Regions from separate parts of the Triticum aestivum genome. Here region 2 is linked to region 1. The links are chromatin contacts, called in public Hi-C maps. All regions are on one chromosome and are shown on one strand. The core of a region is the stretch at or near the end of the contact, and the rest is flanking DNA. Distances in the headings are between cores, read along the strand shown.

Evidence for each region. A called contact is a pair of places that touch in the nucleus more often than the background predicts.
Region 2: a contact with region 1 is called in a Hi-C map of an unstated tissue, with 8 times the contacts expected there. The contact joins the promoter of LOC123091782 here to the enhancer-like site in region 1. A contact is called at or near these places in 2 of 5 Hi-C or Micro-C datasets (leaf and an unstated tissue).

What each region holds. Positions count from the first base shown.
Region 1 is chr4B:194,657,736-194,663,486 of IWGSC CS RefSeq v2.1, reverse strand. No RefSeq gene overlaps it. Among protein-coding and RNA genes, the nearest start is that of LOC123091780, 130 kb to the right of the region's middle. Within about 2 kb of position 3,011, at least 3 of the 8 cell types and tissues checked have an H3K27ac peak or open chromatin away from gene starts, as enhancers often do. A contact at or near this core is called in leaf, where this site is marked.
Region 2 is chr4B:194,950,895-194,956,645 of IWGSC CS RefSeq v2.1, reverse strand. It overlaps LOC123091782 (myb-related protein MYBAS1), which reads right to left and starts at 2,068. Exons shown (of 3, transcript XM_044513394.1): 1 at 1,773-2,068; 2 at 1,511-1,640; 3 at 676-1,424. The coding sequence starts at 1,893. The coding sequence ends at 959.

The DNA.
Region 1 (5,751 bases), core at 1,762-4,261:
GCGCCGTAATCGATGGCGTAGTTGGGTTACCACGCCCGTATTGATGAGAATCCCGGAATCAGCGGACACGATCTCTGCTTCGACAAGACGTGCCAAGGAAACCGCCTCGCTAAACGCGCTGAGGTGGGATAGTAAAAACGATTCGAATAAAGGCTTGGCCATGGTGTGATGTCACGCCACGGAAACGTCAGCAGGTTGAATTTGCGTAAATATTATTCTCTCTACGGTCGTATGTGGAACTTATTTTGCAGAACCGGACACTATCCTTGTGTTCAAAATCTTCTATGAAGTATTCGGAGGAGGAACCCGCCTTGCAATGCCGAAGACAATATGCGCGCCGGACTCATCGTCATTGAAGCCTGGTTCAGGGGCTACTGAGGGAGTCCCGGATTAGGGGGTGTCCGAATAGCCGGACTATGACCATTGGCCGGACTCCTGGACTATGAAGATACAAGATTGAAGACTTCGTCCCGTGTCCGGATGGGACTTTCCTTGGCGTGGAAGGCAAGCTTGGCGATACGGATATGTAGATCTCCTACCATTATAACCGACTCTATGTAACCCTAACCCTCATTGGTGCCTATATAAACCGGAGGGTTTTAATCCGTAGGACGAACAACAATCATACCATAGGCTAGCTTCTAGGGTTTAGCCTCTCTAATCTCGTGGTAGATCTACTCTTGTACTACCCATATCGTCAATATTAATCAAGCAGGAGTAGGGTTTTACCTCCATCAAGAGGGCCCGAACCTGGGTAAAAACATCGTGTCCCTTTTCTCCTGTTACCATCCGCCTAGACGCACAGTTCGGGACCCCCTACCCGAGATCCGCCGGTTTTGACACCGACACTGAGCATGAACAAGTACAGGGGAAGAACAGTCTCCTGAGGAGAGGTGTTCTTGCGCTCGGTGAGCTTGTGTGGTTGAGGATGGTCTGAATCCCTCTCACTAAGGTGATGGCTAGTCCTATTTATAGAGGCCCGGGTCCTCTCCCCAAATGTTAGGCGGGAAGGGATCCCACAAAGGCCAATTTGAAGGGGGACAGCTAGTACAAGCTATCCTGACAAAAGGTGGTCTTCGCCTGCCAAAAGGCTCTTGTGGTGACGTCGTCATGGGCTCCGTGGTGACCTCCATCTTGCCGTCCTGCTAGTCTTGGTCTAGTTGCACCAATATGGAAACCTTTGCCTGATGCCTCGGGACTCCTCGCCTGCGCTTGCCCCTTTAGCACCAAAGAGGAAACAGGTACTCTGCGCCTGCTGGCACCCGCCTGGCCATGGTCGTCATGGCTCACATCACGGGAAATTCACGAGGTGCCCCTCGCCTTGATCTCTCCACTCCTCACGAGCTAGCCTAGCGAGACCGCCCCTGAGGAGGTCTTGTGTTATCCGCCTCGCGAGGCTTGGCCCCTTGCGAGGGTCTTGACTGGTTGCTGGTGAGGATGGGCCGTACCAGGCCGCTGGGGGAGCCATGCCATGGGCCGCAGGCAGGCAAGTCTGGGGACCCCCTGTCGGGGATATACCCCGCGGTATGACCCGACTAGAGTTGTAAACCGGCTGGGACTTGGTAAACTGGCGGATGGTAAACCGGCGGAGAGTCAAGACAGATGGCTCAGACAGATGCTAAACCGGCGGAGAATTAAGACGGATGGCTAAGACAGACGGTAAACCGGCGAGTGTTAAACCGGCAGACAGTGTTAAATCGGCAGACAATGTTAAACTGGCAGACAATATTAAATCGGCAGACAATGTTAAACCGGCAGACGTTAAGAAGCCCAGAAAGGGAAGTCAAAATAGTTTAAGTTAAAGTCCGAGTTGGACTCTACATGTAACCCACCCCTTCAACTTATATAAGGACGGGCAGGGCTCCCCAAAGAGGGACAAGCAAGAAACAATCTCTAGGGCTAGACACAACTAGAGGAGAGCCGGTTTACGGCGAGTCCCTCGTGATGATAATGAGATCTAGCCTCAAACAACATGTAGGGTTTTTACCGGATGATGTTTCCCGGGGCCCGAAGCTGTCTAAACCATTGTCTTGTGTTGCATCTCTCGATTCCGCTCAACCCCTCTCAAGCTACCACATAGATGTGTTGGCCTCGCGACTAAGTCCTCACACTAAGGACATCTGACGTGTTTATTCCACGACAGTTGGCGCCCATCGTGGGGCTTTCGCACGATGGTGTTGAGTTCTTGGAGGGATATCTCTAAGGGATCAAGAAATTCGCGATTTTTCAGATGAAGAAGAATCATCAACGAAAGATTTATATTGTTTCAATATCAAACAGTCAAAGCGACAGATATAAGATTTGTCCAAAGTCAAAGAAGTTAGGGCTACGGTCCCATCGTAGCTACTGTCCGGCGGTTTATCTGATCACTTTTGATCCGCCGAGATTGACTGAAGTCTTTTTTCTGAAGTTAGCATACCACCAGTCCACCGAGCCGGTAAGGATTTTCCACAATCAGCGGCCGATTACTATGCCACAAGCATCGGTCCGATCTGCCATGTTTGTGTTGCTGCTGTATATATATAGTTTCAAGTCCCAAGGCTATTTTTTCTGACGGGCCACCGTCTCGTGACGAAAGATCAAAGCGAAGTACTAGTACCGCTTAAACTAAACACTTTGCCACGTGAGAGCCAACATCAACTATTCCTTTTTTGGGAAGAGGGCTAATGCTACTCGAGTACTACTACCTCATATATATTTTGTCCTTGATTGGTACATCCATCCGAGTCAAAAGAGGTCAAGGACTGCTGGAGGAAGACTGATGGTCAAATTGAATACGACCCGAAAAATAGACTAGCAGGTTCGCCGCCGAGTTGCCGCTATGGCCTTCCATCGTGGACGTGACCGGTCTCGAGCTGCCATCAACATGCCCCGGCTCTGAGTCGCCATCGCCCTCAAAGTTGCAGCCAAACCGCCGCCATTGAAGTGCACGCCCACGGACAAGTCACCACTGCGGCTACGTTTGCCAGCCTATTGAGCCGTGGACCGCCGAGTCGTCGCCTGTGCCAGGGCAGCCCGCCCATACCGCGATCCGCCGCGGATTGCTCCTGCTGCTGTGAGCGGGCCCATGGCCTCGGGTCTCTTCCGCAAAGTCACCATCAGGCCGCCCCACAGCCGTTGCTGAACCGCCCCGCTGTCTCGGTGCTTAATGTCTCGCACCACCGTGCGCCTCGTGTCTTCAGCAAAGGCCGCACCGGGCCGGCCTCATTTTTCAAACCTGCCTCCAACACCTATCACCGCGCAAGTCGCCGACCGCGGGTAGGACTAATCAAATCACCAAGCCAAATCCTTCGGTCACCGAGCTGCCGCTTGTGAGACGCCTCTACCAGGATCCATCTCTGACATCGCACGATCCGGAGGCCGATTCAACCAAGAACTCAGGTCTCCGAACCGCCCATGCTGAAGCCGCCAGCCTCGGCCGACTTGTCCCCGATTGAGAGCTGCTCGTGCCCGGCCTGACTTCGCCTCCGCCTCACTGGCAAACCATCGGTCGCCTCTGACGGACTTGATTGAGCCGCCACACCTCGAACCGCCGACCGTGCTTCACCTCGCCTTAGAGTCGGCATCACTTGTTGCTGATCTGTTGTAGCCTGCCGCTGTTCTGCCGCGGTGAGTCGCCGGCCGCCTCGAAGCTCAAACCGCCGCGGCCCTCTGTGCCGCGCCTCCACTCAGGCGACCCGGCTCCCGATCTCCGTGACACTCCTGCCACCTTTGCCCCGACCGGAGTCTGTTGGCCGCAAGAGCCGGCCCTACTGCTGTTCACCGGTTTACATCTGCAAACCGCCGACGGCTTAACCCGCCAGCATCCAAGCCTGAATCCGCCGCTGGCTCCTTCAGCAAGAATGACCGCGGGTCCAGGTCGTGGGTGGTCTCGCCTCGCCTCCAAGTCAGACTCGTTCTGCCTCGCCAAGTTGCCTTCGCCGCACCAAACTGGCCGGCCACCGCTGCGGACTGCTTCCGCCGTTGTTTCACCGAGCGGCCACAGTTCTCCTCACCGCGCCTTGCCGGTCCACTACCGGTGACCGCAGCCGTGCCGTGAACCGCCGACACAGCAAATCGCCGCTCCACCTCCAACACAGATGAATCACTGCCCGCGCTTCGGGCTTCCCGTTCCTGAATGGCTTTGCCTCTTCAAAACCAGCCTCGTCAGGTCGCTGGATCACCCCCGTCTCTGCAGCGATAAACCGCCGTTGTTCTTTGCCGGGTTGTCCACGGGCCGCTTTGCCACGGCCGCGTCTCCGCTCGGCCGTCGTGGGTGGTGTAAATCGCCGCAGACGCCGTCTCGCCGTTTCGCTTCCGTGTTGCTCCACCACTAAACCAGACACCACTGCAGTAGTCAGACCGCTGGAGAGCCTCCCTGCGCCTGTGGACAGCTCCGCATCACATCGCTGCTGATGATGGCCCTTGCCTTGACGTGCCAGGTGCTACCTCAGCCGCAAGACGAGCTGTCACTAGGTGTTAAACCGCCCCTACGGTGTCTGCGGGTGCGCGCTGATTCGCTCCTGCCGTCGGCGAGCCGCCGCCCATTTCAAACTACAGCAGGAGAGCTACCGCACTGCTGGGACTCGCCGCACCACGACAGTTGGCTTCTACGACCCGGCCTTATTACTTTAAACCGATGCCCCCGGGCTGCCTCCTCCAAATCGCCATGGCCGTGCGCCGTTCCGAGCTACAAGCCACCTCCCGCGTTGAACCGGCCATGGCCGCGCGCCATTCCGTCCGGCACCCTTTTACTTCAGGCCGCCGTGCTTTGGGTCACCTGTTGCCCGTAAAACGCCCGCTGCTGCGGCCCACTTTCAACTCGTCGACTGTCGTCAAGACACACGGCCGGTCCGTTTCTGCCGCAAGGCTGCTGTCGTACTCAACTTCGTGGCCTCGTCAAACCGGCCGTGCCCGAGCGCCCGTGTGCATGCAAAGAGCAATCCAGGGGACCGGAGGAAGTACTAGTATTCCAAGTGCTAGCCTGTGTTTTAACCACAGCAATTGGTTTTCAAGCATCCATACGAGATATCAAAGTACTCCCTCCGTTCGGAATTACTTGTCTCGAAAATGGATGTATCTAGAACTAAAATACATCTAGATACATCCATTTCTGCAACAAGTAATTCCGAACGGAGGGAGTACTATTTTATAAAGCGGACAAAGACAATGGATGAATACTAGTACTAGTATATACGTACTCACTTTCCAAGATCCAACTGCCTGTCATCAAATGTGGAGCCCGAGCACTATTTCGTCTGGAGAAAACCAAGGAGTCGTCAGTTTTTCATCTGCTGTCAAATAAACCAGCTGAAGCCTAAGAAGAGACAATTGATTGCAACAAGTGTTGCGATGATCAATCGGTTGACGGTCTAAATGACGTCACTCCATGGACATAGGTCTCATGCGTTCTTGATGGAGTTTGGGCCAGCGTTCACCCTGCAGGCACACGACTGAAGCCTGCTGAAAAAAAAAAGAAAGAAAGAAAGAAAAAGAGGGTCAAACATGACCCGGAGGGACCGTCTGAGCCGACCGGTGCAGTGTTTTAAGCCGCCGCCTCTGTTGCGGTGAGCGGATCATTCGTCATCCAAAGTTGTTTGCCATCCGCAAACATCAGGTGATATCCATCTAAAATTTATTTTATTAAACACATATTATTATTATCAAAGGATAAATTACTTTGATTTGTATATTTTTATATGCAGGACCATTATTCATTACAAATGTGGTTTACACCACGGATATGGAGCGCGGATTGATAATATCCCTCCT
Region 2 (5,751 bases), core at 819-3,318, 290 kb before region 1:
TATTTACCTTATCGCAGTGCTAACTTTCCTATTTGTTAAATGGATGATCTGCAACTTCCTGCTCATCTTATGTGCCAGTCCCTTACCACCTCCCGTTATTTACCTTGCCGCAGTGCTAACTTTCCTATTTGTTAAATGGATGATCTACGACTTCCTGCTAATCTTATGTGTCGAATACAATCTAGCATTCTTTTGTTCTATCAAAGTCTAATGCTCAGCCTTTTTAAGAGAATTGAAGTGATAGACCACTCACTCTGCACCAAGTCTGTCAATTCCACTCAGATCAAATATGCATACAGATGTCTGTACAGCAGCCTCAGTTTGCATATTAAAAAAAATGTTTCCAGGGCCCGCGTGTTTATTGGAGAAATACTTGTTCTCTTTGACGTTCCTTAGGTTCCAGAAGCCATTTTATCAAGAGCATTCAATCTCAACATCCTGCCGAAGGAAATGAGAGTGTAATAGCAAGAACGATTTGAAAAAAATAATGCTGATTCTGTACCCATTTTCCTCTTCTTTTGTTTGCTCCTTGAGATACAGCCATATAATCTCATGGCCCTGTTTGTAGCTTTAGAATCAGGTGGGGGGAGATATTATAATTCTGATAGTACAATGTTCATTCGTGTCAATCTAACTTTTTTACCAAAATATCATTGGAGATTGACTTCTGTATCATGCATATAAATTGCTCTCGTATTCCATTCTGTGAAGGGCAAGAGACATAAGCTATTTTACACACTACATAGGCACACACATCATAAGCAGACCTGACAATCTACAATGTTACAGTAGATTTGTAAATATTTAGATCACCCTCCATACTAATGCAAACGTAGCTACTGGCAATTCTGGCAAGCATATATATGTATATGCAGACATAGCTACATAGGTAGTGGAAATCTGTTAAGCATATATATGTATCTTAGTAACCTGACCTCGATCCTGACAGCTTGAACCTTCAATAGCAGGAACGTTCTCCATTACCATAACCAAATTGTGGAGCTAACATCTTGAGATCACCATTGTCCATCTTCCAGACTACCTCAGGAGGGCAGTAGCGATCTCCCATAGGAGATGGCAGCACAGGACATGGGAGATTGCTGCATGCTTTTTTATCAATGGGCAGCATGGCCGGTGCCTCAATCTCCTTCCATATCTGGTCCATAGAATATCCATCCATGACACTCTGGTTGCTCTTAAGTACACTTGAGAAGCAGGTTGTGCCATTATGAGTGCTGCCTCCATCCATCCTGATTATTGGTGCAGTTTCAAGGAGGCAGGATTGGTATGTAAATGATGAGGAGGAGGAAGAAGGTGACATGTTTGTCTTCCTCTCTTGTGCTTTCTTCCTCATGTGTGTCCTCCAGTAGTTCTTGATCTCATTGTCCGTACGCCCTGGCAGTCTGCGTGCTATTCTAGACCACCTATACATAGAGAGGATGTTAGTGCGTTTCACCTGTTGTAGATGAAAAAAACAGCTGCTTTAGTAAGGTCTTCTTTTGGATCAAACCTGTTACCCCATCGAGCATGGAGCTCAATAATAAGGTGTTCCTCTTGTGGCGACATGCGCCCATGCTTGAGGCCAGGGTGGAGGTAGTTTACCCACCGGAGGCGGCAGCTTTTGCCTGTCCTGTTAAGGCCTACATGGCCATAGATAAGGTGATGTATGAAGATAGTTGGTTAGAGACAATGATATTTGCATGCTGTTTGCATCTTTGTGCCAAGGATTGCAAAAATGGCTACCTAATTTGCAGGTCTCCCACCCCTCAAACCTGAGACTTTGGCAACGAAATCCCAGCGGCGGTCACCGAACAGGCGGACAGTGCATACCAGTTGCAGGTCTTCCTGCTCTGTCCATGGCCCCTTGCGCATCTCATCTTGCACTGTCACCATCTCTAACGTTGTTCGCTTCTACCTTGGATGGGCTGGGAGCCAGCCTTGTTGCTCTTCCTCCTCTGTGTGCTTGTGGGCTCCAGTTTCAGGCTTAGATCCTTGATGAACTCCAGCCTGATGGGAAGAAGGTTGGTATTAGTGAGAGGAAGCCACTTTGTCTTAGTTGTGCACTGGTTTGATGGCTCTTGCTTCTCATTTATAGGCAGGACAAGAAGGCCCTCATGGGGCCTCTTTACGTGGTGGGTCTGATTTAGAGAATCATCGATGAGGTTGTCCTCAGATTAAAATTGCCTTCTCATGTCTCTTGCTCTGTGTTACAAATTTTAGAAGGGTATAGTATTACATATATTGGATTTGGACTGCATCTAACTCTTGTTTGTTGCCGGTTTACTCTGTGAGTTGACTTAACTCCTTTTGATTAATAGCACACTCATGTTCCCCAAAAAAGTAGAGCAATATGTGCATGTAGGTTTTGGTTAATTATTTTGTGTGTGGGCATATTTTATGGAAATTACTTTTGAAGTGAAGGCAAACACATGCAATTTTGTTAACTGAAATGCAAAAGAAATGAAGCAAACCGTAAAACGTGATGTATTTTTGCAACTGTTTGTTGAGTAAGTGTATGCTTATTTCATTTTTACTAACTCATTTAAATAATTAGTCCAAAGGCACGACGAGCAGGTGTTGTTACGTTTCTCAAAAATAGAAAGAGAAACATAATTATTCTGGGTTCCATTTTCTATAATTCCATACAATATGCGTCAAAAAATAATTCCATGCAATAATTTCATGCTCTTAGCTTTAGCATCAATTTCTTTGACAAAACAAACGGCAAGTTTTAAGTCTGAACTGGACTGTTGCCGGTGCATGTTTCTTACTGGAATTTTCTTGGGAACATATAATCTTGTACATGCAGATACTGCAGTTTAAGCATGCTGATAAGGCCCATTTCAATCTTTTTGTTTCTACATGGTTCTCGTGCATTTACAAATGGATCTTTAGAGATCTTTATGAATCAGAAAAACCCCGATACTATGTATTTTTTATGAAAAATCCAAAAGTATGTTCTTATTTTGGTTATCTTACTAGATATTAAGCTATGAAGCATGTCTGTTGAGAATTGTTTTATGCTAGTCCATGAGTGCCCCTACTTGCTTTAGGAATATATATTCGTAAACTCACAAGACTCGCAGGCTACATATGCTAGTCCACGATCTTTACGCAAATCAGGCCACATATGTAGGTTGACACAATCGTCTCTCGATTCTTCCCTATTTTATATCTCCTGGATATGCTAGTCCACGATCTTTACTACATATGCATGTTTCCTTTCTGTCAGCCATTATCATTGGCACAGGGGACTTTATCTTTTCCTTTCTTTTCAACCATTATCCCACGCACAGCAAAATATCTCGGACTATACACGACTCCAATACAAAGTGTATGCGATTGCGCGACCTGCCACTCAATACGCCATGGGAGCAAGCTTTTGTGCATCTATAATGACTACTAGGGTGAGCTTTGTAGTGGATATGCATGCTGTTTCCCTTTTCGCTAAATGCTTGCGTATTTCTTTCATCAGATTTGGTTCATATAGCAATCGGTCATACAACATAGGCCATCTGTGCTATATCCGGGCGCCTTTGTTGATTGAATGTGACGAAAATGTAACTAGATACTGGATCTTGTGTAGATCCCAATTTCTACTCATTTGCTGACTTTTGTATACTACATATGCCTTCGTGGAGACAGTAGTTAAGAAAAGTCAGGCAGGTATGTGGACAGTAGGGTCCTGAGCAGTATTTTATCCTCATGGCCTAACTTCTCCATTGCTATGGAATTAGTTGCTTTTTGTATGTTTCTGGAGGTTCCCTCAGCACAAAAAGATAAGTACAATCTTTGCATGACCAGGAGCAAGCCAGGAAGGCATGGGGAGGCAGCACTGATGTGGAGGCCACCAACCTGCCAATCTTGCAGTCCACTTTGTGGCCTCTCTACACCTTTTTATCTTGGGCATCTTTTTTTCTGAAGGCTCCCCATACACTGCAGTTGTTTTCGCATCCGAGCTCTTCTCGCTTGCTTCTTTATTGGAACACTGATCAGTCATCATCAGTGTGGTGACAATTAGTTCCTGATCGGTTTAAAAAAAACAATTAGTTCCTGTTCCTATGCCCATTGATTGCATCACTTGAGTCAGGTCCTTTTCTCATATATGTGTATCTCAAAATCCTTTCAATTATTTTTGATGCTCCTTGGCCTTTGGGAAGAAGGCTAAAATGTTTTCTGAAAATAAAGGCTTGGGCTCACTTTATGTTTCTTCTCTCCTTTTTTGTTTTTTTATACATTTTGGCTATAACCTAGAAGTTCACCTCGTATTTTTTTTTCCGAGAAAAAGCATTGAAACGTCCAGGGAGAACTGTGTTCTTTTCTTTGCTTTGCACAAGTTTTCCATCAATTCTTGTGTTTTTCAGTGTCAAACTGATCCTTGTGGCACATGTACGTTGCCAATGCTTACTGTATGCTTAGTAATTGGTAAAATGAAAATAATGGTTTTATATATAGCTCATGAGTCATGACTCGGTATGTGAATTCTTGCAGGATGGTGAAACTGACCAGAAAGTGGGTGGCAGGGGTTATTGCCTTTGGTAGGATAAGATGGTGAAATGCTACTATTAGATTAGGATATTCTTGCTTCCGCTTGAGCAGATTGATTTTTGGTTCCTTTGGTTAGTTTTAATTCTCCATTTCTTGTGGTGCACATCAGTTGCCGGGAGATAACTCTCTTCCTATGATGATGGTGACCACCGCAAACCACGAGTCGACGGATTGTCAAGTTCGTTCCAAAGATTATGGTGACAAGCAATGTAAGTATATATTCAGAGCTTTTACACCTGGAGTGATTATCTGTGAAATGGTAGAAAAAACCATGGCTTCCGACTGATGATGTGAGCCTGTGGTGCTCTGATCTCGGTTATGATGTGGATGCCCGTGGCCGCGGGGGGTGATAAGAAACACTGAATTTCCACTCTTTTTATCCTGATTTCGCATGTGGGGGTGACGACTGATGGCGACAGCGACTGCAATGCAGAGGGAACCAAAGGCCACCACCCAATTCCGTGTGATTTGGTGTCACCCCGCTCAAAGTTGGAGCAAAAGCAGCGTCCACTGGATGTTGGAAAATTAAGGATATATGCTTTTTGGCCTGTGCCGTGAGGTTTAATAACACATGATGGGATTATGGATTGACGCGACCGGGGGGCACCTGTCATGCCATAGGGCTTAGTGGATGTCATCTTATCGTCGACGTACGCCACCATTAGCGGGAAGGGAGAAGATCGCCTTGTGGCCATGATCTTGACATGTGGATCGATACTACCAGTACCAGTACCAGAGAACAGTAAGCAGTCGGTCCGGATGGTCATTTGGCCGGCACAATATGTGTCACCAGTAAGCCCATGCTATAGTTCTTTTATTATGGTGAACAGTAGAGGAGCATGTGCCCCAGAGTTAGCTATCTATCACCGACCAGATGCCAGCCTTGTTTGTTGTTTTTCTTTTTACTCCTCTTGAATCAAATTTGTGTAGTTCTTTTTTTTTTTTTTTGCAAAATCAATCTTGTATGCTCAATAAGTTTGGGTATTACAATCCACTACCTCTATGACTAAATATTACCCCCTCCGTCCCATAATGTAAGACGCTTTTTGACACTATACTAATGTCAAAAAATGTCTTACATTATGGGACGGAGGGAGTAGATGTTTTGCAGTTCAAATTAAACTACAAAAACATCTTATATTTTGTTACAGAGGTAGTAGTTCACAAAGGGTATGAACACCCTTCGGGCCAGAGTCTAACCAT